Linked DNA regions of Mus musculus: all the other regions are linked to region 4. Evidence: chromatin contacts called from public HiChIP or PLAC-seq and promoter capture Hi-C data. All regions are on one chromosome and are shown on one strand. The core of a region is the stretch at or near the end of the contact, and the rest is flanking DNA. Distances in the headings are between cores, read along the strand shown. Region 1 overlaps Fank1 (fibronectin type 3 and ankyrin repeat domains 1). Region 2 has its middle 6.0 kb from the start of Gm36356. Region 3 overlaps Fank1 (fibronectin type 3 and ankyrin repeat domains 1). Region 4 holds the start of Dock1 (dedicator of cytokinesis 1).

What was found. Promoter capture Hi-C pulls out the DNA fragments that hold promoters and counts their contacts. HiChIP or PLAC-seq counts read pairs in DNA pulled down with a chosen protein or histone mark.
Region 1: a promoter capture Hi-C map of stem cell-derived epiblast-like cells shows a contact between it and region 4, with 2.7 times the contacts expected there. The contact joins the enhancer-like site here to the promoter of Dock1 in region 4. A contact is called at or near these places in 9 of 39 promoter capture datasets (the 3T3-L1 cell line, 3T3-L1-derived adipocytes, cranial neural crest and 4 more) and 6 of 115 datasets of contacts at active chromatin or transcription factors (the NIH/3T3 cell line, embryonic forebrain, embryonic stem cells and 2 more).
Region 2: a contact with region 4 is called in an H3K27ac HiChIP or PLAC-seq map of embryonic stem cells, with 4 times the contacts expected there. The contact joins the enhancer-like site here to the promoter of Dock1 in region 4. A contact is called at or near these places in 2 of 39 promoter capture datasets (embryonic stem cells and hippocampal neurons), 1 of 484 Hi-C or Micro-C datasets (embryonic stem cells) and 4 of 115 datasets of contacts at active chromatin or transcription factors (embryonic forebrain, embryonic stem cells and forebrain).
Region 3: a FOXA1 HiChIP or PLAC-seq map of pancreatic cancer cells shows a contact between it and region 4. The contact joins the enhancer-like site here to the promoter of Dock1 in region 4. A contact is called at or near these places in 3 of 39 promoter capture datasets (cranial neural crest, embryonic stem cells and liver) and 4 of 115 datasets of contacts at active chromatin or transcription factors (the NIH/3T3 cell line, cardiomyocytes, kidney and 1 more).

What each region holds. Positions count from the first base shown.
Region 1 is chr7:133,843,357-133,849,553 of GRCm38.p6, forward strand. The region is part of intron 1 of Fank1 (fibronectin type 3 and ankyrin repeat domains 1); the gene reads left to right. Among named protein-coding and RNA genes, the nearest start is that of Fank1, 70 kb to the left of the region's middle. Within about 2 kb of position 4,010, at least 13 of the 459 cell types and tissues checked have an H3K27ac peak or open chromatin away from gene starts, as enhancers often do. A contact at or near this core is called in stem cell-derived epiblast-like cells, where this site is marked.
Region 2 is chr7:135,476,533-135,483,296 of GRCm38.p6, forward strand. No RefSeq gene overlaps it. Among named protein-coding and RNA genes, the nearest start is that of Gm36356, 6.0 kb to the right of the region's middle. Within about 2 kb of position 2,974, at least 55 of the 459 cell types and tissues checked have an H3K27ac peak or open chromatin away from gene starts, as enhancers often do. A contact at or near this core is called in embryonic stem cells, where this site is marked.
Region 3 is chr7:133,795,676-133,801,835 of GRCm38.p6, forward strand. All of the region lies in intron 1 of Fank1 (fibronectin type 3 and ankyrin repeat domains 1), which reads left to right. Among named protein-coding and RNA genes, the nearest start is that of Fank1, 22 kb to the left of the region's middle. Within about 2 kb of position 4,471, at least 9 of the 459 cell types and tissues checked have an H3K27ac peak or open chromatin away from gene starts, as enhancers often do. A contact at or near this core is called in pancreatic cancer cells, where this site is marked.
Region 4 is chr7:134,666,796-134,672,657 of GRCm38.p6, forward strand. Dock1 (dedicator of cytokinesis 1) reads left to right here and starts at 3,892. Exons shown (of 52, transcript NM_001033420.2): 1 at 3,892-4,049. The coding sequence starts at 4,004.

The DNA of each region.
Region 1 (6,197 bases), core at 2,760-5,259, 820 kb before region 4:
TCCTTTCACCCCATTGGCCACAAGGTGATAACTTGTGACAGGCAGTTGTCTGCTTAGTGTTTGTGTCTCCGGAGGATCTCAGACTCCATGAGGGCTGGAGCTGACCATCTCATCTGCCTCATTCTCAATACGCAGCAGAGGCCCAGAACGTAATGTCATTAAAAACAGAGGACCAGAGAGCTGGCACAACTGGCAAAAGTGCTTGCCACGGTCTGAGTCCAGTCTCCAGAACCCAGGTTCTGTAAGCGCAGCACCTATGTCAAGATGTGAGGCATAGGCAGAAGGCTGTCCGGAAGCTCTCAGGCCAGCTAGGCTGGAGAGAAGCCAGAGAAAAGAGAGACTGCCTCAACAAGGTGGAAGGCAGGGCCAATTCCCAGAAGTTGTTCTGGCCTCTACACATGTGCCATAGCAGGGCAGAGAATATGGGCTGGAAGGTACCGAAGGAAAATGGCAGTGAAGGCACGTTTTAGTTAGGGTTTTACTGCTGTGAACAGACACCATGACCAAGGCAAGTCTTATAAAAACAACATTTAATTAGGGCTGGCTTACAGGTTCAGAGGTTCAGTTCATTATCATCAAGGTGAGAACATGGCAGCATCCAGGCAGGCATGGTGCAGGCAGAGCTGAGAGTTCTACATCTTTATCCAACGGTTGCTAGTGGAAGACTGACTTCCAGGCAACTAGGGTGAGGATCTTAAGCCCACACCCACAGTGACACACACCTACTCCAACCAAGTCACACCTATTCCAACAAGGCCAGATCTCCAAATGGTGCCACTCCCTGGCCCAAGAATATACAAACTATCACAAGGCAACTCCAGACAGTGGCTGCTGATGCTACCGCAGTCCGTATTACGAAGCCAGACAGTGTAGAAGATTTTTGGGGCAGTATGCACGACTCCATTTTATTTGTGTGGATTATAGAAGTTCCTAATTGTGTGACTGATTTCTGCTACTCGATGGATGGAGAGTTTGTAACAGGCTCCTTGGAAGGCAGCTTACTAGCTGCTTACTGTCCCCAGAGCTGAGGAGACCATGTCATGTCTTGGAGAGAATGACTCACATGATGGGCTCAGCTGATGCTTTGAACTCTTATGGTAGAGGAGCAAGGAATGTCTGCATGTTTTTTAAGGCATACCTGGCTATTTTCATGTAATCTAGGCTAGAATCAAACTCAAAGTAATGCTTCTGCCTCAGCCTCCCTCCTGTGCTACCATGCTTGGATCTCTTGTGTGTCTTAGTTAGGGTTTTATTGCTGTTAAGAGATACCATGACCAAGGCAACTCTTAAAAGGCATTTAATTGGAGCTGGGTTACACTTGCTGAGGTTTAGTCCATTATCATCATGGTGGGAAGCATGACTGCATGCACACAGACGTGGTGCTGGGGGAGCCAGGAGGAGACTGGATGTGTTTTACACGGTTGCATCAAGGGCCTGGCCACCACCTGGATGAAAATGTCACTGAAATGCAGGGAAGCCAAACAGGCAGGCCTCCTGAGTCTCTGAATCTGGCCTTGATGAGAACACTTGACACTAGGAATGTGGTTTGCCTGGGTGTCCATTTAGGGCATAAGCACAAAGCAGAGTGGAGGTGTTGACTGCTCCACCTACCCGGTACCTCGCCTTCTCTAAGTAGATCACACCAAGTACAAAAAGTGTTCACAGGCTACCAACCACGCTTAAAAAATTGGCTGTTGCTAGTTAAGTCATTTTTTTTCAGTGTTCTATTCCTTTTGTTTCATTTCCCTGATAGAGATTTTATTTTAATTTTTAGAACTCCATTCATTTTGTGTATGTGTGTATTTGTGTATGTGTGTGTGTGTGTGTGTGTGTGTGTGTGTGTGTGTACATACACACATGCCATGATATATGTGAAAATCAGAGTCAGTTCCTCCTGCCAACATTTGGGTCTTGGGATTCAAACTCTGGCCGTCAGGCTTGGCAGCAAGCACCTTTACCCACTGAGCCGTCTCCACACCCCTCACAGAGGTTAAAGCCTAGCTTTATGCACATTGCACCTCCCAGTTATTTTTTAGAATGAGTGAATTGTAACTTTATCTTAATGGCTACATAGTATCTGAGTGTACAGACCATTTGTAACTCATTTTGGCCACTTGGGTGGTTTTCAGTCCCCTTCCTCAAAGCAAAGCTGCTGTGGCCCCCTTTGCACATGTGGGGTTGTCACTGGGAGTGAGATTGTGGCCTGGCAAGAGGGGATCCTCAGCAGCCTCTCCTACTTATCAAAGGGATGGCTTAGCTCACACTGTTGGGCATGCTCTAACTCTGGCCTTCCTCTTCCTCACTGCTGGGAAGTTCTGGTCTTAGTGAGTCCTCCCAGCGAGAAACACACTTTCTCCTTTCTTCCTTTCTTCCTTTCTTCCTTTCTTCCTTTCTTTTAAAAATTTTTTATTAGATATTTTCTTTATTTCCATTTCAAATTTTATCCCCTTTTCTCATTTCCCTTCCCAAAACCCCCCTATTCCATCCCCCCTCCTCCTGTTTACTAACCCACCCACTCCCACTTCCGTCTTAGCATTTTCCTACACATGGACATCGAGCTTTCACAAGACCAAGGGCCTCTCCTTCCATTGATGTCCCACAAGGCCATCATCCTCTGCTACATATGCAGCTGAAGCCTTGAGTTCCTCCTTGTGTTTTCTTTGGTTGGTGGTTTAGTCCCTGGGAGCTCTGGGGATACTGGTTGGTTCATATTGTTGTTCCTCCTATGGGGCTGCAAACCCCTTCAGCTTCTTGGGTCCTTTCTCTAGCTCCTCCATTGGGGACCCTGTGCTCAGTCCAATGGATGACTGTGAGCATCCACTTCTGTATTTGTCAGGCACTGGCAGAGCCTTTCAGGAGACAGCTATATCAGGCTCCTGTCAGCAAGCACTTGTTAGCATCCACAATACTGTCTGAGTTTGGTAACTGTGTATGGGATGGATCCTCAGGTGGGACAGTCACTGGATGGCCTTTCCTTCAGTTTCTACTCCAAACTTTGTCTCTGTATCTCCCTTCCATGGGTATTTTGATCCCCCTTCTAAGAAGGACTGAAATATCCACACTGTGGCCTTCCTTTCTCTTGAGCATCATGTGGTCTGTGAATTGTATCTTGGGTATTCTGAGTTTCTGGCCTAATATCCACGTATCAATGAGTACATACCACAAAAAACACTTTTCGAAGATCCAATACTTACACCAAAGTATTCTACATAAAAACAGAACATTGAGACTGAAGGATGTACTTCAGTTTTCAAATTCTTTTATTATTTGTCTTTTAATGATATGTGTGTGTTTGTGTGTATCCATGTGTCTGCCACATGTGTGTGGAACCCACAGAGGCCAGAATCAGACTATGAATCTCTCTGTAGTTGTAGATACAGGCAGTTGTGAGCTACCCAACACAGGTGCTCAGAACCAAACCTGCATCCTCTGCAACAGCTCTATATGCTTGCATCCTCTGAGCTACCTCTCTAGCTCCTTGGCTGCAAAATTCTTGCTTGGCCTGCAGGACGCCTTGCATTCCACCCCAAATACCAAATAAACTGGGCCAGGTGGTGCACAGCTGTATTAGTATCTGGAAGGTAGAGGTGGGAGGTTAAAAGTTCAGGGTCAGCTTCAACTACATAGCTAGTTTGAGGGCAGCCTGGGGATGCACAAGACCCTGTCTAAGTAAGTGAACGAATGAATAAAGCATCCAGGTTGCATTCAGAGGAGCGTATGTTGTTGCTGCATATACTCTGCAACACTTGGACAGAGTTTGTAAAACAGTGCCCACAAGAGCATTTCTGGTAGTAAAAGGGTTAGTTTGAGTACAAACATTTTGGCTCAACAAATAGTAAACTGGTCAGTGTTTGAGTTTTTTAAAAGTGTTAGCTTTTGATCCTCAAGGCTCAGTACATTGCAGAAGAAAGGGTGGAAAGAATGTAAGAATGGCTGTGAACTGCTGCCCTCTGCCTATGTTGTCTTCCAATTCAGGAACCCACAGCAGTGTGACTATCTAAGAGCAAAAGACTCTCGCCAAACCAGCCAGTCCACATTCTTGCATGGCTGGAGGCCCCACCCCTAGCTGAAGAGCTATAGCTAGGTGATTGGCAGCTGCTAGGGAGAAGGAGTCTTGTTTTGGGCTGCATGTAGCTGATGGTAGGCTGCCTGTGCCCTGGTAGATGGTCCTACACCCATGGATATGCAGGCAGCACTAACTGCACTTAGTGGGATATGTGTGTGTGTGTGTGTGTGTGTGTATACCTTCATGGCATTATACATATATATATATAATTATTATATATATATAATATTATGTATATTATATATATATATATATAATGCCATGAAGGTGGGAGGGAGAAGGGGGAGGACTGGATATTGCCCTGGACCAGTAGGTCATTCCTCAGGGACAGGTTCCTAGGAGAGAGGACCAGCGGGTAAGATAAGGAAGATAGGAAAACTGGGGACAGAAGGTCTTGTACAAGCTATGCCTTTATGCCAAGGAATATTATTAAGTCAGCATCTTAAATTTTTTGCCTGGGGAAATGGCAGAGAGTTAACAGGAAACTTTTATACAATAGGACAAAGTCAGCAGGAAGCTAATCAAGTATTGTCACACAAAGGGGACACAGGGTACCTCATGCGTGCCATAGACCAGGGACAGCAGTGGCATCTCACGCATGTCACAGACCAGGGACAGCAGTGGCGTTAGGGTTGGCTTCTTAGTATCTGAAGTCACAGCTCTCCCAAGGCCAGGCCCTGGCCTTTACTATCCTTGCCATGGGAAGAGGTGGGACGTGCACCCAGCCAGTGGATTAGACCTCAAGGCAGACCCACGGCTGCAGTCATGGATGCTTGCACTTCTAGCTTTGATCTCAGGCTTAGCTGGTCAGATTTTCAAGTGGAGGGACTTGCCCACATCTTAGTACTAAAGCCAGTTTACACTGAGATGTGGCAGGCAGCACTGTCACCTCACCTCTCACCATGAGCTCCATCCAGGAAACCCGCCACAGCAAGGCTTTGTCCCTGGGCTCCGTCCAAGAGCAGTTTCTCCTTTCAGTGACACTAGCCCCACTTCAATGACAGAACTGTCCACCCCCAAATCTGCATTTGACAACTCTACCTCCTGAACAGCTCTGTTGATAAAGCTTCTCACAGAGCCTTGCCCTGTGTCCTGTATCACTTTCTGCTTCTATTTTCAGGACAGCCCCTCTTGACTGTAGCCTCTCATCCATTTCTTAGTCATTCATGAATGAAAACGTAACTAACTAACTAACTGAATGAATGAATAAATGAATGAATGAATGAATGAATGAATGAGTGAATGGAGGCCGTGACTAAGGGGTTGAGGTTTTTATTATAAACATAAGGGAGAACACTGGCAGAAGTATCTGGGAGAGTCCACACTGAACATGACCAACAGGCTGAACTGTGCCATGTGAGGAGGGATGGACAGGAGACCAAGAGACCAAAAGGGCTGACAGCCAAAATGGCTGAGGTCATATAGGGGAGAATAGCTGGGGAAAGAATAGCCTAGCCCCTGGGCTGGAGAGCCTAGGGTAGAGGGTGGGATACACCAGCCAGGATGACTCTGTACCAGGTCATCCTGAGAGAGGCTGGCTGGGCAAATAGGCAGCTCAGCCATTTCTCCCAGGTTTGACACCTAATTCTTTGTAACCCATGAAATGCAATGTGGGACCTGAGAGCCCTTAGTTGTTTAGCTGGGAGTCGAGGACTTAGGACTGCTGGAGGTCATGACCACAGAGTGAAACCAGAGGCATTTGGTGTGTTAAAGCCACGAAGAGTGGTGTGGCTTGTGAATTTGTTGTTTAACACACTAATGATGTAGAAAGTCAAGCACACATCTGCGTTTCTGACATAGCTTGTTCGTGGCATAGTCCATCTCCTCTCTGTGGGCTAATTTCCTACAGTCCGGTTGCTGCCCTGCTGGGTGCTGAGGAGCAGCCTGGCCCCCTCCTCTTGTGTATCCTGTAGTTTATACATCCACCTGCGTGGCCTCTCTTGCCTCCTTTCTTTTTGGCCAACTTTTCTTGATTATCTTTAAATCCCATTGGGGTTCAAGTTAGTTCAAGGGTTAAACCTGGTCATAAATGAATGATTTTAGGAGATCTGGAGAAGGAGCCAATAAAGGATTTCTCATCCCAGGGCTGAATTTTACATCTGCATTGTGAAGAAGAGAGCAGAGATCAGAG
Region 2 (6,764 bases), core at 1,724-4,223, 810 kb after region 4:
CACGTAAGGCCACAGGGGTGATGCTGGTCTGTCCACCTGCTTCACTCAGCCTCAGGCTCCTGAAGAGAAGGATTTTCTCTCCTGCACTTTGAGTCTGGCACCTGGTGCAGAGCAGGTGGTACATGAATTGTAGCAGGAAGGAGATGGATCAATGAGAATGCCTGAGATCTATCTGAGCCTGCCAGCTCACTTCCTCCCACACCCCACCCCCTAGCTGTACATCATCAGCCTGAGTCCCTACTGGGTCTCAAACCTAGGTCTCACTTCTGTGAGCAGGTACTGTTTGCAACTGCTCAGGACTCCCCATACCTCTTCAAAAATGTATTTCACATATTTAGTGTGTGTGTGTGTGTGTGTGTGTGTCTGTCTGTCTGTCTGTCTGTCTGTGTATGTCAGAGCCTCTTGGTGGCAAGTGCCTTTAGCTGATGTCTTTCTTACTTCCTTCATTGTATTCTTTCTTTAACTGTAGATGGTTCTGGTTTTTTGAGTTTGTGGGAGGGAAGGGCCAGCCCCTGGGTAGGCAGATGCCATGGTATTTTTACCCTGAGATGCCCTCCTTGAGGTGAATAAGCATGCTCAGGCCAAGCTAAAAGGCCAGAGATCAAGAGGGTCAGGGCCACTGGCCAGAAGGGAATTAGCAGTTGGAAGAGAGACAAACCATCCATCCCATCCAGTCTGCGGAGAGCTGAAACACTGAGTGAGACACTGACTTGATTCCCTCCAGCTTCTGGGACGGTGTCTGGAGTGAGGATATGGTGACTGGATGCACGGGCTTGTGAGCATGCTTGGCTCTAAGAGCCTGGAGCCCCTAGGTCTCCACCTCTGACTCTAAAGAAACCTGCCGTGGGCCCTTGCTAGGTCTGTAATTAGGACCAGGCTGCCCCCTCCCCTGAGGAATTCAAGAAGCACTCCCTTTCCAGAGAGTGCACAGGAAGAAGCCAGTGTCCCCAGGCGCATTCTTCAACAATCAACAAAGTGAAGCTACAGAAATGACCAGATGAGTTGGTTCAGGGCCCCAGGTGGAGACCCGGGGTCCTGGGAAAGTCCCTCTGCACTCCAGGGCTCACCTGTCTTCTTTTGTCAATGCCCATCACCATTTTCAGAGTTGCCCTGGGCAGTGCAAGTCGGGGGAGGGGCTTCCAAGGGGGAGGGGCTTCCAAGGCAGAAGGTGCAGCTGTGCAGGAAGGGTGAGTCTTGTGGCTTCAAGAGCACAAGAGATGAATCTTCCTAAGGTTGCTGCAAGAAAAAGAGACTTCTCTATGGGTAATCACCTCATCTCAGGAGAGAAGCTGGGACACCAGTGGACATTTAAATCTGATCTCTCATCACCAGCAACACATGTGGGTGCACACACATGTATACACAAATGCTACAGCTACACCTATAGATCTCACTCAGGGTCATCACCTGAGTCACTTGGCAATGTCTGGAGACCTATCTACTCACCACAGCTAAAGGAGGAAGCAGTGGACAGGGGATGAGTGGACAGAGGTCATACACGCAGATACTGCGCTTGAGATAGCCTCACAACAGAGAATGGTCTGAAGATGTTGTGCTGGAGATAGTTCCACAACAGAGAATGATCTAGCCTCAGATATCAAGGCTTAGAACCCAGTTATAAACCTACCTATAGACTTTTGTCCAACAAGATCTTCTATTTACAGCCAGCCTCCCTGGCCACCATTTGAAACCTCTGTAAAACCCACTCACGTGGTTGTCATTGGCTACAAAGGTGATGGCAGGCAGCTGACAGATCTGGCAAAGCAGTTTCTTGTTGCTTTATTAGTGGAGATGCTACGGGGACACACATCTACACACCATCATAGTATCTGATCACTCACAGTCAACGTCTCGGTAGAAACCCCGAGCTAAGCTCTTTTGGATGATGCCAAAAAGGACTTTGGAGACATCCAGAGTCCTTAAAAATTGGCAGGAGGCTGGAGATGTTCCTGGGGCACAGGGGTGAAGACAGAAGGGAGACCGCCCTCTGCTCTCATGTGCAGAACAAAAACAGGAACGCCAAGTCCGAGCTGTCTTGTCTGGTTTTTGCAGCCTTGTCCTCTTTTTGGTTTTTGGTTTTTTGGTTTTTTGGTTTTTTGGTTTTTGAAGTGTTTTGGGTGAGACACTGAAACTCTAGAGTTGTGATCATGATACAAGATGAAATATGGTTTGACAGATGACAAAATTTGTCCTTTTACTAATTTAGCCTAATTTTTCCTTGCAGCCATATGGTCTCTGACACGGTGAGTGTCACAGGATGCCCAAGGTCTCAGCACAAACAAAGTCACAAAACCACGTCTGTGCATCCGGTGACATGTCTCCTTATTTAAGGCCTCTCTCACACACATATGTCTGAAAGAGCTCAGAAAAATGAATAGGGAGAGGGCTGTCATTTCCCTTGTAGAAGTGACAAGGATATTTGAACATAGCTAACGTAATGATCTAATTGGCTCTAAGGTTAGAAAGTTTGGAGCACCTCAGCCCCTCTGGGCTCTGCAGACTGTCAGGTGGTATCTAGTGTTATTGGTGGCAACACAGCTGGACTGATCTGATTTGGTGACTTATTTTTCTTCTCTAAGTTTGTATGGATGTTCATATGACTACAAATGTGGTGTGTGTGTGTGTGTGTGTGTGTGTGTGTGTGTGTGTGTGTGTGTGTTGGGCGGGCGTGTCCAGGACAGAATAAGCTCAGGTATCATTTTTCATCTGTCTAACTTTTACTGAGACAGGTTTCTCACTGGCCTGAAGCTTGTTAAGTAGGCTAGACTGACGAGCCACTGAGTCCCGGGAATCTGTGTGGGGCTCTGCCTGGCTCCAACTCCCTAACACTAGGTTAGGCCACTACTCCTAACTTTGTGTATGGGTCCTGGGATCAGGCCAAGGTCCTATGCTTGCACGGGAAGCACTTTGCTGAGTCATCTTCTCAGCCCTTGCTTTTGTTTTGTCTACTATTTTGAGTCAGAGTTTTGCTGCGTAGCCAAACCATGCTTCAAATTAGTGGTCCTCCTGCCTCCTCCGCTTTCTGAATGCTGGTATTGTAGATGTGTACCGCCACGCCCGCCGAATTCTGTTTTTCTGTTTAAAGTGATACAACAGGAAAGGCCTTCACCCTCCCTTCCCTTTCTCCTTCTCTCTCTTTGTTAACAAGCTTTTCAAACCCTCAAAGCTGTGCTGGAGAAATGCTGATGAAGTTATCCTGTTGAAATGGCAGGCAGAGCTATCCTTGGACACTTGCCAAAACGCCCCTTCCAAGGGAGAGTCGGTTTGTTCCTTCCCAGGACTCTTTTCTTAGAGGGCAGACGCTGAAGGCAGGCACCCCAGGAAATCCCTCTGGTGGTGTACAGGTGAATGTGCCTCTAGGGTGGAGAGGTCACTGTCGCTTTTGGAATGTAAACACCCTCTTTTAGACTTTAGAGTCTAACTTAAAGGAGGGTATGTAACTTCACTGCAAAGGGAAAGTGGTGTCTTGGTGGTGACAGTCTCTTGGCAGAGCTGTCCTGGCCTCTGGTTGGAAAATACAGCACTAAGGGGTCTGCCCAGTCCACATCTTATAGGAAGAGAAGCAAGCAACAGAGCCAGAGCCAGCGGACCCGCACCACACCAGCGGGGCCTGTGCCACACCAGCGCCTCCCCTTGACTGTCACATGCTCTCTCCTCCTCCCCCTACCTGCCCCAGCAGCCTCTCTGAGAACAGTGCACATGTGGGACACTACCTCTGGGTCTGTTTCAAAGCATCACTCAGCTCATGAACTGTCACCTTCGAAGTGTTCGCATTCATTTCCTAACGCTAAAGATGGTCCCATCATCCTGAAAAAGGACACATTTTAGTGCCCGCCTTTGCCTGCTGAGTATCTCTGCCATTGTCCCCGAGGTCCTTCCCCTGTGACAGGAGGCTGCTGAGAACAGAGTCTGGGCTAAGAAATTTTACTAATACAATGCTCCAGAAAATGGAGATTAGTGCTCTGGAGACCGTGAGGGTCTAAGTGTTCACTTCGTGGGGCTGGAGAGATGGCCCCAGCAGTAATGTGCTTGTTTTGAAAGTAAGATGACCCAACACACAGGTAATAATAATAATAGTAATAGTAATAATAATAACACATCTGGAACCTAGAGCTGGGGAAGCAGAGACAGATGTGTCCAGGGCTTGTTGGTAAGTCAGCCACCCTGTCTCCCAAAACTAATGTGGAGAAATGATTAAGAAAGACATTTGATCTACACACACACACACACACACAGAGAGAGAGAGAGAGAGAGAGAGACAGAGACAGAGACAGAGAGACAGAGACAGACAGACAGACAGACAGACAGACAGATACAAACAGAGACAGAGGCAAAGGCAGACACAGAGACAGAGAGCAAATAACAATTTGCTGCTTACACTTTTCAAACAAATTAGCTGGGATCATCTCAAACATAAAGTAAAATACCTTTAAAATGCCCCCCCCCGGTCTTTTACTCTGTAACAGGAATGTCAGTTTCCCCCCTAAAGATTAGAAGTGAGGGAGGAGAGATTTCAGGTGCAAACAGCACTGTTTCTGTCTCACCCACGCAGCAAAGATAAGCCTATTTCTTGTCAGCCAGGTAGCAGCCTGAGGAGAGAGCATCACAGAACCGTGTGGAGGCTTCAGAGAAGCACCCATCCAGTAGGGACCAACAGGAACAACTGCCTTTTCCAGAACTCACCAGTGACAGATGAAGACAGATGAGGGGGGCTGGCAGGTGTCACTGTGAGCTGATTTAAGGTCTGACAGTGTGGCCTTTCACCAAGCAGCCGGGTAAATCAACGAGCACAGGTCGATAGGGATGTGGGAAAGAATCTCCCCATCTTCGGGAGCCATCTGTCTCTTAAGTGCAGCTGTTCATCGAGTCGGGGAAGAAACCATTCCACAGAGTAAGGCTGAGATTGCTTCACACCCTGATGTGTAACTAAAGTCGCCCCTGAAGGATTAGCAGGGGAAGGAGTTTCCATAAAGCCTGGAGGGTGAAAGGTGGCACTGCCATGCAGATTGCTTTGGTAGACAGCACACCTACTGCCAGTAAGTGTTTTTGTGTGTGCATATGTATGTGTAGTTTGTATGTATTATAAGTGTGTGTGCGCGCGCAAGTGTGGGGGAGCCTTCATGGAGTAGCCAGGAATCAATCTGAGCTGAGGAATCAAGAGTCCCTCCACCTTGAATTTCAAAATAGGGTTTCCCATTGGCCTGGACCTTCCATCTGACTTGCCTGACTCACCAGTGAACCCAGTTACCCACCAGTATCTACCTCGCTGGTGTTGGGTCCATGTATCCGTGTCACCATCTTTTCCACACAGGTACTGGAGATGGAAGGAACCCTGGTCGTCTTGTCTGCATTCCGGGTAAATGTGCCTGAGTTCAAGGTCAGCAGCCCCACTGGTTGACCACGTTCAGGCAAATTGCCCTCAGAAGAGGCCAGAGAACATTGCATTTGCCGGCATGCTCTTCGCAAAAGGCAAAACTCATGCGACTGGCGCCAACGAAGGCCAGTGGCTTTCAAACCAAGAAGGTCAACTGGGAGTGGGACACAAACCCCAGCGTCTGTGCAGTGGTCGTGTGCTGGCCATGAACCCTTGAGAAGGCAAAGGAGAAGAGTGAACTGTGTGAAAAAGATGGTGACACGTATACATGGACCCAACACCAGCGAGGTAGATACTGGTGGGTCATGGGTTCACTGTGAGTCAGGCAAGTCAGATGGAAAGGTCCAGGAGGTAAATTCAAGTATGACCCCTGAGATTCTTCAAGTTTATCTGGCCACATCCTTCCCTGAAGGACGGCCCTGATTCACAGAGCTCTCACCAAGCCGCCTCATCTCCTCCTTTCTCTTCCATTCCTAGATGTCTGTGAAACCTTGTGAGAACAATGTACCTCTTCAGACCTCAGGTTGCCCAGGTGGAAGTGCAGGTAATGACGGCACCTCCTGTGTACAGTTACCGTGACAATGAAGCTCATACTCAAAGTGCCCAGAGCAGCGCTGACAACACCCAAATAAATGTCTTTGCTTCCACTCTTGCTATAACAGGATGCATGAAACTGGGTCACCCGGAAAACACATTTGTTTTGCCTGAGGGTTCTAGAAGGTGGGAAATACGAAGTCAGTCCTTTGCTGAGAGCCTTGTGATGTTTCAGGTCACATGGTACCTCATACAAGAATGTATAATGAGGAAACCTAGACAGTGGACAGACAGACACACAGACACACACACATACACACATTCATGACAACTCTCTTTCTCTCAGGACAATAAACCCTTCCCACAATAATTCATTCAACCCTGTGTGTGGAACTCAGTACCATCATGGGGTCCCTGTGACCCAAGTATTCCCACAAGGTCTTCTAGCACGGCCAGAGCAAGGACCAGTTTCAACCTGAGTGTCCAATGAGGCACCCACCCCATGTCACACAGCAGGGTGGTGTGATTATCTCTGGTTGACACTTTTTATGCATTGACAAGAGAGCTGGTTGGGGGTGGGTGCTAGATGAGACAGAACGAACCTGCCTGGAATCACAGTCCTGGCAAGCAGGAAGCCAAGCCAGGTGTGAGCTCACACACCCTCTGAGGGCTATGTGTACACTGCCTTCCTTCTCTGCCTCAAAGCCCTCATTCCCAGATTCCTGTCATAGGACAGTCTGCAGGCAGGAATAACATCTTTGGACAAACAGCACTGATTTCAAGCCTGTGCTTTTCTTGTAGTCAATCTGCTAGTTTCTGAACACCAATCCACCAGAGGGTAGACTTAGTCACCACC
Region 3 (6,160 bases), core at 3,221-5,720, 870 kb before region 4:
AGATCATTCTGTATGTTAGCTTGACAATTTGTGGTGATTACTATAAACTTGATTTGTTTGTTTAATCACATCTGCTTCACTGCCCTAGTTCGTTCTTCCAGGAGATAGCAAGAAATGAACAGGAATTCCCAAATAGGACTTCCGAGTGTGTGAAATGGCCCTGACAGTGTTCTGCCACACAAGGGAAGGAAGAAGTCATTGTACAGAGAGAACATTTGTTATAGCTTAGGGACATAGCCTTCTCTGAGGGCCTGGGCCAACCTCTTTTGATTATGTATATTGGTGTAAACATATGTTGTAAAAGCACGTGTGTCGTTGCTGATCATCCCAAAGCAGAAGTCACTTAGCTGCCCATTTACAAATCATAGACAAAAATGTGGTATGTACATTGGAGCATCATGCATTCTTGAAAAGGAAGACAATTCTGATACATACTATAAAATAGATTTAACTTTTGTATACACATGTATACACACACACACACACACACACACACACACACACACACACACGCACACACACATATATTTGAGACAGAGTCTCATTAGATAGCCTTGGTTGACCTAGAACTTGCTATGTAGACCACACAGGCTTCAAACTCAGAAATCTGCCTGTCCCTGCCTTCTAAGTGCTGGGATGGATGAACCTTTAAAGATTACAAAGTGAATAAGCTGATGAAAGTACAAACACTCTGTGATTTTGGGGGCTGAGACGGGTCACCTCCAAATGTGGCCTCCAGTATATGATGAAGTATCTTGAAGAAATTTCAGAAAGAAAGGACAAATCTTACCTTCCTACCACCTTTCCCCTGTAAGAGGTTCCCTGCTACAAGGACACAGAGCAGGTCCTGCTGTCCCTAGCTTATTACGCCCTGTGTGCCACATTCAGTGAACACCACCCTGTGTTCATTACACTATGTGTATCCCTTTGTCTTATAACGCTTTTTATAGCTTTCCACTATTCATAAAGCCTGGTATGAAAGCATTCTGCTTACCCCAGAATTTAGACAGTTGAGTCAAGGAAATTAGGATTCAAGTCCAGCTTTATTTATATAGCAAGTTCAAGGCCATCCTGAGTCATATGAGACCCTTTCTCAACAAGAGAACTTTAGCTCTTTTGATGCACATTATGAGGCTGATGCGTAAAACTTGTATCACATACATTGCATGGTCCCCTTGTTTGTCTTCAGCTTGTCACAGGAGTCTGGCTTTTGGAAGAGTGGAGGAAGACGATGTTTTTCTTACCGTGGATATGGTTCTAGGTGGTATAAGAGGTGCCGGTGCTGGTGTGGGCAGCTTTAGCCCAGAACAGCCACTGGTTTGTGGAAGATAATCCACTCCCCCTCAGGGACCAGTTGCTGCACCAAATCCTTTGACTGTACAACAGAGAGGGATCTCAGAGTAAGGGAAGGTTAGTTTATTACGGAGACACCAGAGTTAGGACACTCGGGGGCTGGAGAGATGGCTCAGCGGGTAAGAGCACTGACTGCTCTTCCAGAGGTCTTGAGTTCAAATCCCAGCAACCACATGGTGGCTCACAATCATCTGTAATGAGGTCAGATGCCCTCTTCTGGAGTGTCTGAAGACAACTACAGTGTATTTACATATAATACATAAATCTTAAAAAAAAAAAAGGACACATTTTAAATAGAAGTGGAGGCATTTAGAGAGGGCCATTAGGAGCCAAAGAAGGTGTTTTACAATGAGGTTTAAAGATTAAATAGTTTATTTATTTTAATTTTTCACAGCATATTTGTCTACAATTAAGATTAAGCAGAGTTTAAAAATTAAAGTTACAAAGTTTCATTAAATATGAACTGGTTTGCTTGGTTTTGTTTGTGGGTTTCTTGTTTTGTTTTGTTTTGTTTTGTTTTGTTTTGTTTTGAGAAAGGGTCCTGGGTGGCCTAGAACTCACTCTGTAGACCAGGCTGGCCTCAATCTCCTAGAGAATTAAACATGTGGCCACAGTGCCCTGTAGTTTACTTGTCCTTAAAGAATTTCCTCTACAAATGAAACTGGGGATGTGGAAAGAACAGCTCAGTGGATCCAGGTTTGATTTTCAACACTCAACTTGGGTGGCTCAAAGGCTCAAAATCGTCTGGAACCCCAGTGCCAGGGCATCTGAGACCCCCTTCTCTTTCCATGGGTACTGGGAATGTGTGTGGTGCAGATATTCTCGCAGACTAAACACTCACGTTTATAAAAATAAACTAAGGCCCTTTTCTCAGGGGCATTGTTTGGATTCATGGATGAGAAGAGGTGAATGGGGTTAAAGGTCAAGGTCAGATGCAGCAGGAGTCTGCTTTAATGTCCTCATTCAAGAAGTGTCTCGGAAGATAAGGGCTGTATCTGTAGGCAGTTTGATTTCATCAGTGGTATTAAAGTTTCTAGATTTTGGCCAGATACCCAAGGGATTTCTTTTCCTTCTGTGTGGGGTCAGTCTTTGGCATCTACTATCTTGTCTCATTTAGTCACACTAAGGTAGTTAGTAGGTCCTGGAATCCAGGAGATGCAGGTGAGCTCAGATAAAAGCAACAGAGGATCTCTTGGTTGTAGAAAATTGCAAACCAGGAAATGCAGGGTCAGGCCGAGTAAACCAGAGTTGCCCAGAGGCAGGGTAGGCTGGAGCTCAGAGATCTTGTGAGAGCGCGCAGCTTGCTGCTTCTTGAGGGGAGATGAGCAGGAAGGCTACAAGTGTGGAGGTAGAAATCAGATCAAAGGTAAGTGCTAAGTCTATCGGTGTGTCCGGGTCAGGAGGAAAAACTGGTCTGTCTGATATTTTAAAAATATTACGCCGAGCATGGTGGTGCAGCACTCGGGAAGCAGAGGCAGGCGGATTTCTGAGTTCGAGGCCAGCCTGGTCTACAAAGTGAGTTCCAGGACAGACAAGGCTATACAGAGAAGCCCTGTCTCAAACAAACAAACAAACAAACAAACAAACAATTACCCAGTGTTGCTAGATTCTGAAAAATGTCTTTCTGGTAACAGTGTCCTTCGTGGTATCTGTGTGGCAATTTTCCTCTTGTCTTAAATCTCTCAGGCCCAGAAAAAGATTCTTGGCCTCCTTTTTGGACGTCCTTCTTGACTTGACAAGGAGAGAGGGAACAAAGAAGCCAGAGGAGGACAACCAGTGTCTCTCGTGTGTCACCCTATTTCCTGAGTGATGGCCTTGCAGTGAGTCTGGAGCTAAGCTAGCATCCTGGAAGTCCCAGCCATCTGTCCTTCTGTCTCTGCTCCCATCCACAGCCCAGGCAGGCCTACCACCCCTGGCTTCTTACATAAAGGTGTAGGGGGTGTGGATTTGGGTCCTTAAGTGAGTGCACTAAGGGCCCTTACCTACCCCTCCGATTTGACTGTTATCAGCATAGTTTTAGTTGGGGATGGCAAAGCTGTAGAGAGAGGTGATAGTTGTTCTTGCTCTTGATGGCAATGCAGTTATCTCATGTGCCCATGGTACCTAATTTAAAGAAATTCTTTGTGCATGCATGTGTATATGTGTGGAGTGTTTGTGTGTATGAGTGTGAGTAGCGCTTGCCACAGAGTGTGTGGTCACAGTGTATGTGTTCGTTAGAGGATGACCTCGGTTATAGTCTTCACCTTCCAACTTGTTGGAAGCAGGCTTTCTCATCTGCCATTAAAACTCCAAGTATAAGCCTGTCCCTTGAGCTTCCTGGGACTCTTCTCCAGTCTCCTCCTCCCATCTTGTCTCAGGAATATGGGCTGTTATTCAAGTTCTAGAAATTTGAACTCTGATCCTTAACATCTGAGCTGCAAGCACTTTACCCCCAGGGGCATCTCCTTATCTCACATGTTAAATGTTTTAATATCTTTGTCGCCCTTATAAAACACTCAGGGTGTTATATGCCCCAACCAGTCCTTAAAACATGCACAGAAACATGCCTAGCTCTTGAACTGAGGCTCAAAATACCATGGGTGATTAGGACGTGGGTCTTCACAGTGTCTTGCCCTCTCTGTATCCTGTTATGTTCCTCCCCACACGGGTAGAAGAAATCCCGGAGTAGAGTCTGAGAAAAATAAAAGTGAAGACAACTGAAGATCCCCAGAATAGTGAGTCTTCTTAGAAGAGAGGTGAATGGACGAGACACTTTGAAGGGATTTCCAGGTATGGTGTGAAACAGAGATCTTGAGAGTTACACTTTAAATCTCAGCCCATGGAAGACGATGAGTTGCTACAGGACACCTTCATAAGAGCTGGCCATCACAGCCCAGGGGAGCATTTAAAGCTTACACATGATCCGGGGGCGAGGGTCCCCTTTACCTCAATTCCCCTTTGACCTGGCTGGGATGGAGAAAAGCGCCCAGGGAGAAGGGAAGGAATCCCTTGTGGTTGGGTGAAAGGTAACACAGAGACTAACCCACCCGGAGGGAAGGGGCTACTCTGCTAGGCCACTATAAACAGGAGCTGGGGTTTGCAGACAGCAGATGTCTCAGAGGTGAGTCACAGATGCGAGCCCAGCCAACCAACCACCATAGCTTCTAGAGAACTGTTTTCATCCATAGTTTTCTTTCATCCTTGTGTCTGAGACAGCAAACAATTTTTTCTTTTAGTTTTGTTTTATGTCTTTTGCCTGCATGTATGTCTGTGCACTATGTGTGTGCCTGCAGGGGTTGGAAGAGGGCATCAGATCCCCTAGAGCTGGAGTTATATATGGTTTTAAGCCACCATGTATGGGTGATGGGAACCAAACTTGGGTCCTCTGCAAAAACAGCTGTGTTTAACCCAAGCTGTCTCTCTAACACCTGAGCTAACTTTTTAAAACCATCCCCAAAAGGTAGGTGATTTTACTTCTGAAATTATATTGTACTGCTAGGGAAGTGTTAGTGATCTCCCCAAAAAAACAGACAGGAGCTGAGCTGATGCAACTCACAGCAGGGTCTTTATTCTATTTGAGCTAGCTGCCCCCCCACTCCCACCCCTCAGGACACCACTGTCACATGGGACTGTTTTGGTGGTAGGGGATCCCTGAATGTCTATTGGGGCAAGGCTTTATAGTAAGCAGCAACTGGGGGCTGGGGGGCGAGTGTGCAAGCATCTAACTGGAAAGCTACTGTGCCCTTTAACATAATTGGCTGGTGCTGGGAGTCATATCATAAAATTAATTTCTGTTCCCCTCTACATTGGTGGTGGTTAGGCAGGGGGTGGGCTTGTAACCTGGGGGCGGGGTACAGGTTTGTTGGGGGAATAACCTGGGGGCGCTGGTCTTGTTGGGAATTAGCCCAGAGACTGGAGCTAGGCTCAGGTTTTGTTGGAGGGCATCTAGGAAACTAAGGCTAGGTTTACGTGAGTTCAGACTTAGGTCAGGTCTAAAATGGAGTCTGAACGTAAAAGATTTGTCCTCTCAGTATCAATGCTTTTGTGACTGCTTATTCCAGATTCCTTATTTGTGACTATAACAATCAGAAAGTTCTGAAATTTAAAAGATTGACTAAACTTAATGTTCTTTTAAAAATGAATTTATCAAGATGGGGTTTTATGTAGCCAAGGCTGGCCTTGAACTCATAGAACCATGATGACTTTGAACTTCTGGTCCTTTTACCTCTAGCTCCTGAGTGCTGAGATTCCCAACTGTGTGTGCATCAAACATAGTCATTATTGTATGCATTGTATTGTATGCATTGTATTACAGTGTTATGATAAGAGAATAGCTTTCTAATACTATAATCAGTACTGGAGCAAAATATTGAAACATTGTGGTATAAAGGGGGAAATTTGGCTCAGAAAAGAATGCCACCTCTTGCCTTCTGACTGTGCTTTTGGTTAATGGTTTTAACTCATTATGTGAGTTTTGACTCTTTGTTGAGGGACACTGTCAATTATAATACATAGCTTCAAGCTCTAGTGACAAAGGTGACAGGATATGCAGGAGAAACCATCTATGGCCCTGCATCTTTGCCTTTTTTTCTGAGCCTTTGAGAGGGAGAAAAATCCAGTGGTGTCTGGCCTTTCCAGTCTAGAGATGAGCCAGCATGTTAGCTCCATTCGACGAGTTTGATGTGACGTTGGACTAAATGTTCCCTCCCAGCCATCTTCACGAGATGTCCAGGTAAATTTATGTGCTCAGCACATTTTACCGACTTTATTAGGTAAGGGAGATTTTTGTCTTTTCTAAAACTGTTTTTTTCTTGCTTTAAAATCTCAA
Region 4 (5,862 bases), core at 2,642-5,141:
CCTCTGTCTGTGAATAGACTTCTCATTTCCTTATCCACTTTCATCTGCTTGCCTCCCAGAGTGGCCATGTCGATTTATGGGGCTTTTTGGTACCTCTACCAGAACATAACTTTGGTGTCTTTATCTCCTGGGTTTGCATAGTAAAGGCATTCAAATTAAAAGTACTTGTGTGTGGTAACACATGTCTAGAAGACTAGAACTTAGGCGATGGAGGCAGCGGGATCAGGAGTCCAAGGCCATCTTCTGTTGGCTGTATCTGAGGGTGAACTTGAGGGCAGCTGTGGCTACATGAATCTGTCTCTCACACATGAAATTAACCCAGAGTGGTACTCATACTTATAATCCCAGTGTTCGGGAGGCTGAGACAGGAGGATTTTGAGTTGTAAGTTGACCAAGGCTGCACAGTGAGAGACACTTAAAAAATTTTTTTTAAAAAATCAAGATTTTAAACTAATATTGTTGTGCTGATCCCTGATTCTGTCAGCCCCCTGTTTCAGTGGGAAGTTGCTAGTCTGTGCTCCTGCCAATGCGTCAGCTGGGCCATTGGGCTATGGGTTTCCAGGTGGACTACAGCCCTGGCTCCCTACCCTGTGGTTACATTAGCTGAGGATGAGATCCATCACTGATTTCAGGAGCTCCGGGCCTTGCAGCCAGTTGGCAGAGGTATGAGGCCTGGCAGAAGATCTGTGGCTATGAGTCAGGAGTTCAAAATGCCACTGCCACAATCCCAAGGCTCAGGGAACCAACGAATACTGAACCAGTGTGGTCACACAGGACAAGGAGATAGTGATATTTTGAGCCACAAGATGTGACTATGCCTGCCCGTGGGTGATGACCAATCTCTGAGCTTCAAGGAATATGGGCATATGGACAAGTCTCCAGCCACATTGTCTCCAACACATGGCCATGGCTCACCTGAAGTTTTAAAACTGACTTACAGGCCAGAGAAATGAGTGTAAGTCTGTAGTGAAATGAGACAAGTCTGCTTGCTGTCAAGACCTTGACCTCTAAATTGATATCTGGGATATAGGAGGAGAGAACTGATTGCAGCAAGTTGTCTTCTGACCTCCAAGGATGCAGATCCCTCCCTTCAATAATAAAATAAAAATGTAACATAAAGTTAAAACTCTGATTTGTAAGTCTATTTTAGCATAACATTCTTACAAGAAATCAAAACCAGATTAAGCCAGGATGTGTGTTGTATGTATATGTTTGTATAGGTGTGTGCTCCTGCACACATAGATATATGTGCACATGTGTGCATGTGCAGGTATAGGTTCACGTCAGTGCATTCTTCAATGGCTGGCTAGGTCTCTCATTACACCTGGATCTCATGAGTTGGGATAATCTGGCTAGCCAATGAGCTCCTGTCTCTGGCTCCCCATCTGGGGTTCCAGGTGTGTGCTGCCATGCTTGTGTGTTTTTTGTTTTTTGTTTTTTGAATTTGGGGGATCCAAACTTGCATATTGGGCATTTCACCCACTGACCCACTTCCCTAGCTTCCTGTACCAGTCATTTTTTATCAGAGTGAAAATGTGTACCCTGAGGTTACTGAACAATGAACACGGAGGAAGGGAGAGACAGGAGGCCGTCAGCTCTGGGTCTGCTGCTGATTTATATAGCTACACTCTCTGGAGAGCCTCAGGATGTCCCATGAGGTTGGTGCCAGCAGTCCTGGTTCACGTATGGGGCCGTCAGGACCCTGAGGTTTAGCACCAGGAGGATGAGGCAGAAGCAACAGCAGAGTGACTGCACAGCTGGCCACAGCAGGGCATGCTTTCAAGGACTGTTGGATCTCAGGCGCCTGGTTGTTCTCAACACAAGCCATCTGCTCTCATATGGAGCCTCAAAAACAGAACTGAAATGAGGCACAGAAGATAATATGTGTGCTCCTGAAATCCATCTTCCTGGTTTTCTTCATGGATTTCCAAAATCCCAGGAAGACCTAGAAAGCCCTTCTATCCAGGAGCATCTCCGTGGGTCACGTCTAAATAAGCCTTACTGGTTTCTTCCTTCCTTTAAAAACCAGCATTTCTTTCCACCCCAGGCCCCTTGCACATCCACTTAATTCCCCACTTCCCCTTACTCATTTCTGCTTATCCTTAAAGTCCAGGCTTAAGACAGTTTTCTCAGGGAAACTCTTTTGACCTAAAGTGGGCCAGGCACTTGACTCTGAGCACCCCACTTCTGGTTAGCACCTTTGGTTGCTTCTCTTTGGAGCAGGTGAGTTACTGGACCCCACCCTCAAGGCCTGAACCCTTGAGGTTTCGGATTTTAGTGAATGCTGGAGGCCACGTGGGAGGTGAGCCCTGGCAGCTTCCCTTTTGAGGGACTGAAGTTCCTTATCAGTGAAAGGAGCCTGTGACTTTCTATGAATCAGTGGCTGAATTGCTAGAAATCTTAGTTGTATATTATCTTGAACTGGGGAGGTTCTCTCTCACCTTCCCCATCCAGGAGCTCCTGGCTATTTAAGCTGCATTCTGGACGGGTTGATATAACTGCTCCAGGCTGGGGTGGCCCTGTCTACAGCAGGTAGGCACCTGACCTTTCCAATTCTAGTTGAGTTGGCCCCTCTCTGGCTCTGACATGCAATCTTACACAATGTAGCCTTCATTCTTTTAAACTTTCATTCCTTTAGTCCTTGAAGATTCCCAGGCTGGTGTCTTTGTCATTGTTTCTAGGATGCAAGAGAGGGCACACAGTAGAATATGCAATCTCATTTGCCCCTTCTAATAGCTTGCTGTGGACCCGAGGTCCCCTTGCACCCCTCCCCTTAGTTTTAACCTTTTCTTGGATTCTAATGAACGCTCAGGGTGTGTCTATGGGCAGGCCTTGAAGAAATCGGAAGTATTGCACTTGTGGGTGGCTGGCACTGGGTGAGTCTGAGACCAGCCTCCTTCAGATTAGAGTTGCTAGGAGCTGCTTGTTCTAAGCTGGAACTGGCTTCCTTTCTCTTCCCACTTCCTCTCTTTCCCCACTTCAGCAGGCCCAGTTCCTACTGAACGCCTCAAAGTTGCTGCAAACTAGGAGCCTCATTGTGCTGCTCCAGACCCTCAACACCCAAAGAGATCTGGGCTGTTAGAAACACCCAGGGGCTGCAAAGTCTTTTCCTAGGCTTCTCTTACCAGTGCTGACTGTACATCACCACTCCCATCAGCTACTAGGCACGCTCAATGCGCTCAGACCCTGGCAAAATGGGTGCCCACTTTGAATGAATGAATGAACTACGATGAACTCCTAGCTCTGCTCCAACGCTCTCCACCAGGTCAGAACTGGGGTTTCCGCACTTCACACCAGTGAGTACATGTGTGGTGTCTGACTATTTGTGTTAGATCCAGGCCTAGAGGGCTATAAGGATTTGTGGTGTGTGTGTTCGCGCGTGCACGCTTGTGTGTGAAAAGATAGCACTTTGTGAGGTGCAGGGTACAGTGTTCAGGATGGTGTGCGTGGTGTGTGTGTGTTGTGTGTGTGTGTGTGTGTGTATGTGTGTACCCTGTATGGTACAGAGTGCAGAGTGTTTGGGATGCTGGGTGCTCGGTGTTCAAAGTAGAGTGTGGGTAAAGAGTGCTGGATGCGGTGCAGAGTAGACAGTGCAGGGTGAGGACCATACAGTGCAGATTAGTAGGTGCGAGGTGCACGGTGTTTAGTGGAAAGTAGAGGATGTGAGTTGCACGGTTCCTGCAGCATGCAGGGCGTCCATGGGCTCCGGGAAGCAGCCTGGGTCCCTCGAGGGACCCGGCGGGCCGAGCCCCAGGGCACGCGCGCCTGGGCGGGCTACAGCCGGCCGCCGTCCCGCCTCTCGCCGGCGCTCCCGGCCTTTCCCATCCGGCCCGCGACGCTCCGCCCGCCCCGTCCCACATGACACCGCCTCCGCCGCAAACTTTTTCCTCCCCATCCTGTCGCGGCGGGGAAGGAATGGAAGATGGCGGCCTAGGCGCAGAGTTTCCTGCCCGAGCAGCGGCGGCAGCAGCGGCGGCTCCAGTGGGCTGCGGCCAGCGCCACCATGACGCGCTGGGTCCCCACCAAGCGAGAGGAGAAGTACGGCGTGGGTGAGCAGCGCGCCGCCCCGCGCCCGCCCCGCGCGCAACTTCCCCGCCGCGGCGCCCAGCCTGTTGCCGCGCGGTGCGGAGCCCGGCCCGCCCGGGGCTGGAGCCCGCGTGGGGAACCCGGGGACCCTCCGGGGTCCACCGTGCTCCTCATTCCCGCGCATTCGCTCTGTCGTAGTCCCGTGTGCTCCTGCGTGCGCGGGGCTCCCGGGGTCATTGTTTGTGTGCGTTTTGGCTTCTTCGGGAAACTTCTGTTTGGCATCCGGGACTCCGGGTGGACACTTTTCATTGTGCAGCGCTCGGATCTGTGAAGCCTCCTTTTCTCGCGTGAGGAGTGGCTGCGCCTCCCGGGTTGGGTCGGTGCCGCCTTTCCCGCCCTGGATGGTAGGGGACACTCAGGCGCTCCTGTGTCCCCGGGGCTCTGGAAACGGACCTCGAGGGCGGGGACCTGGTTTTGCCTTTGTCGCTTCCCTAGGGGGTAGAAGGAGTAGGGTTGCAAGCTTACTTTTGATCCAAGGAGTCCCGCTTTCCTCAATGGCCAGACAGTCCCAGAGCCCTGCAGACCTTGTCTCGCCCCCCAGCTAGCCCACATCAAAAGTCAGGTCTGTCTAGGCCTCAGGGCTCGCTGGCATTCCAGATTTGACCATTCCGTTTCCAGGCTCCTGCTCTCTTTTCCCTAAGGATCCTCTGACGCCCAGCCTCACCTGAGCAGAGACTCTGACTTGCAAGCAGGCATTTCTTGGGGATTTGCAAGCAAGCATTTAGGGGAGCTTGCTGCCTTCCACCCTAAGGGCTGCCTTGGGGCACTTTCTCAGCAGCTGTCTGTTCTAGGCATGCCTTCAGCACCGTCTTGCAGGCCTAGTTCATGTCCCAGCCCGCTGTCTTTGAAAGCTTCCCGGAGACTCCAGTCTACAAGGCCGTGTCCTTCCTTTGAACTCCAGTTACTTATTTCTGTAACAAGTAGGAGATGGTGGCCATGGGGGCAGGGCTGGAGAAGCCTAGGGCCCCTACCTCCACTCTAGGCCCACACCCAGGTTTGGAGGATTTTTCCCTGCGTTGTGAACACTGGAGCTGAGCTCCACCTGTGCTTGGCCGACCTTTCAGAGGCCCATGGCAGAGCTGGGAAGGGCTGTTAGAGTCCCATCTATTTAATTTGGGATGAGGGTCCTACTTAGGATGGCTTCAGGGTGTGGGAGGTTTTCTCTTGGGGTTGCCCAGGACTGTTGAAAGAACAGCTAGAAGAGTGGCAGGGGCAAGCAGAAAGCCAGATAGTCGGGGTGCAGTTGAGGAAGGAGGGCCCTGCAGAGGACTCCCGGGTAGTGGAGAAACTTGCCCCCTGTGCTTTACCCTTGTAGCATAGTAATGGGAGCTGCTGGGTTTGAACCCTGGCAACAGTGGGTTCACATTCATCCCTGTTCTGCTGCAACTGCCACGGTGCCTTGGGATTATTGGGGAGGGGAGTCTATTTCTTTGATTTTTTTTTGTTTATTTTTTTGGGGGGGGGACAGAGTTTCACTATGTAGCCCTGGTTGGTCTGGCTTCATACAGAGGTCTACTTGTCTCTATCACCTGATTGCTAGGTTTAAAGGCATGCATCCTCACATCTGGTGGGTCGTGTCGTCGCCCCCCCCCCCCCGCCTCCCCCCCAGCATCCTCCACTCCCTTTAAGTTGGAAGACTGTTTTGTTGCCATTTGGGAGAAAGAAATAGGCAGGCTGGAGACCTCAGCAGCCTTGGGAATGAAGGGTTGTAGATAGGAAAGAAAATGGCTTGGGAGAGGTTGGGGGTGGGGGTGGGGGTGTCGGGGGGGGGGGCAG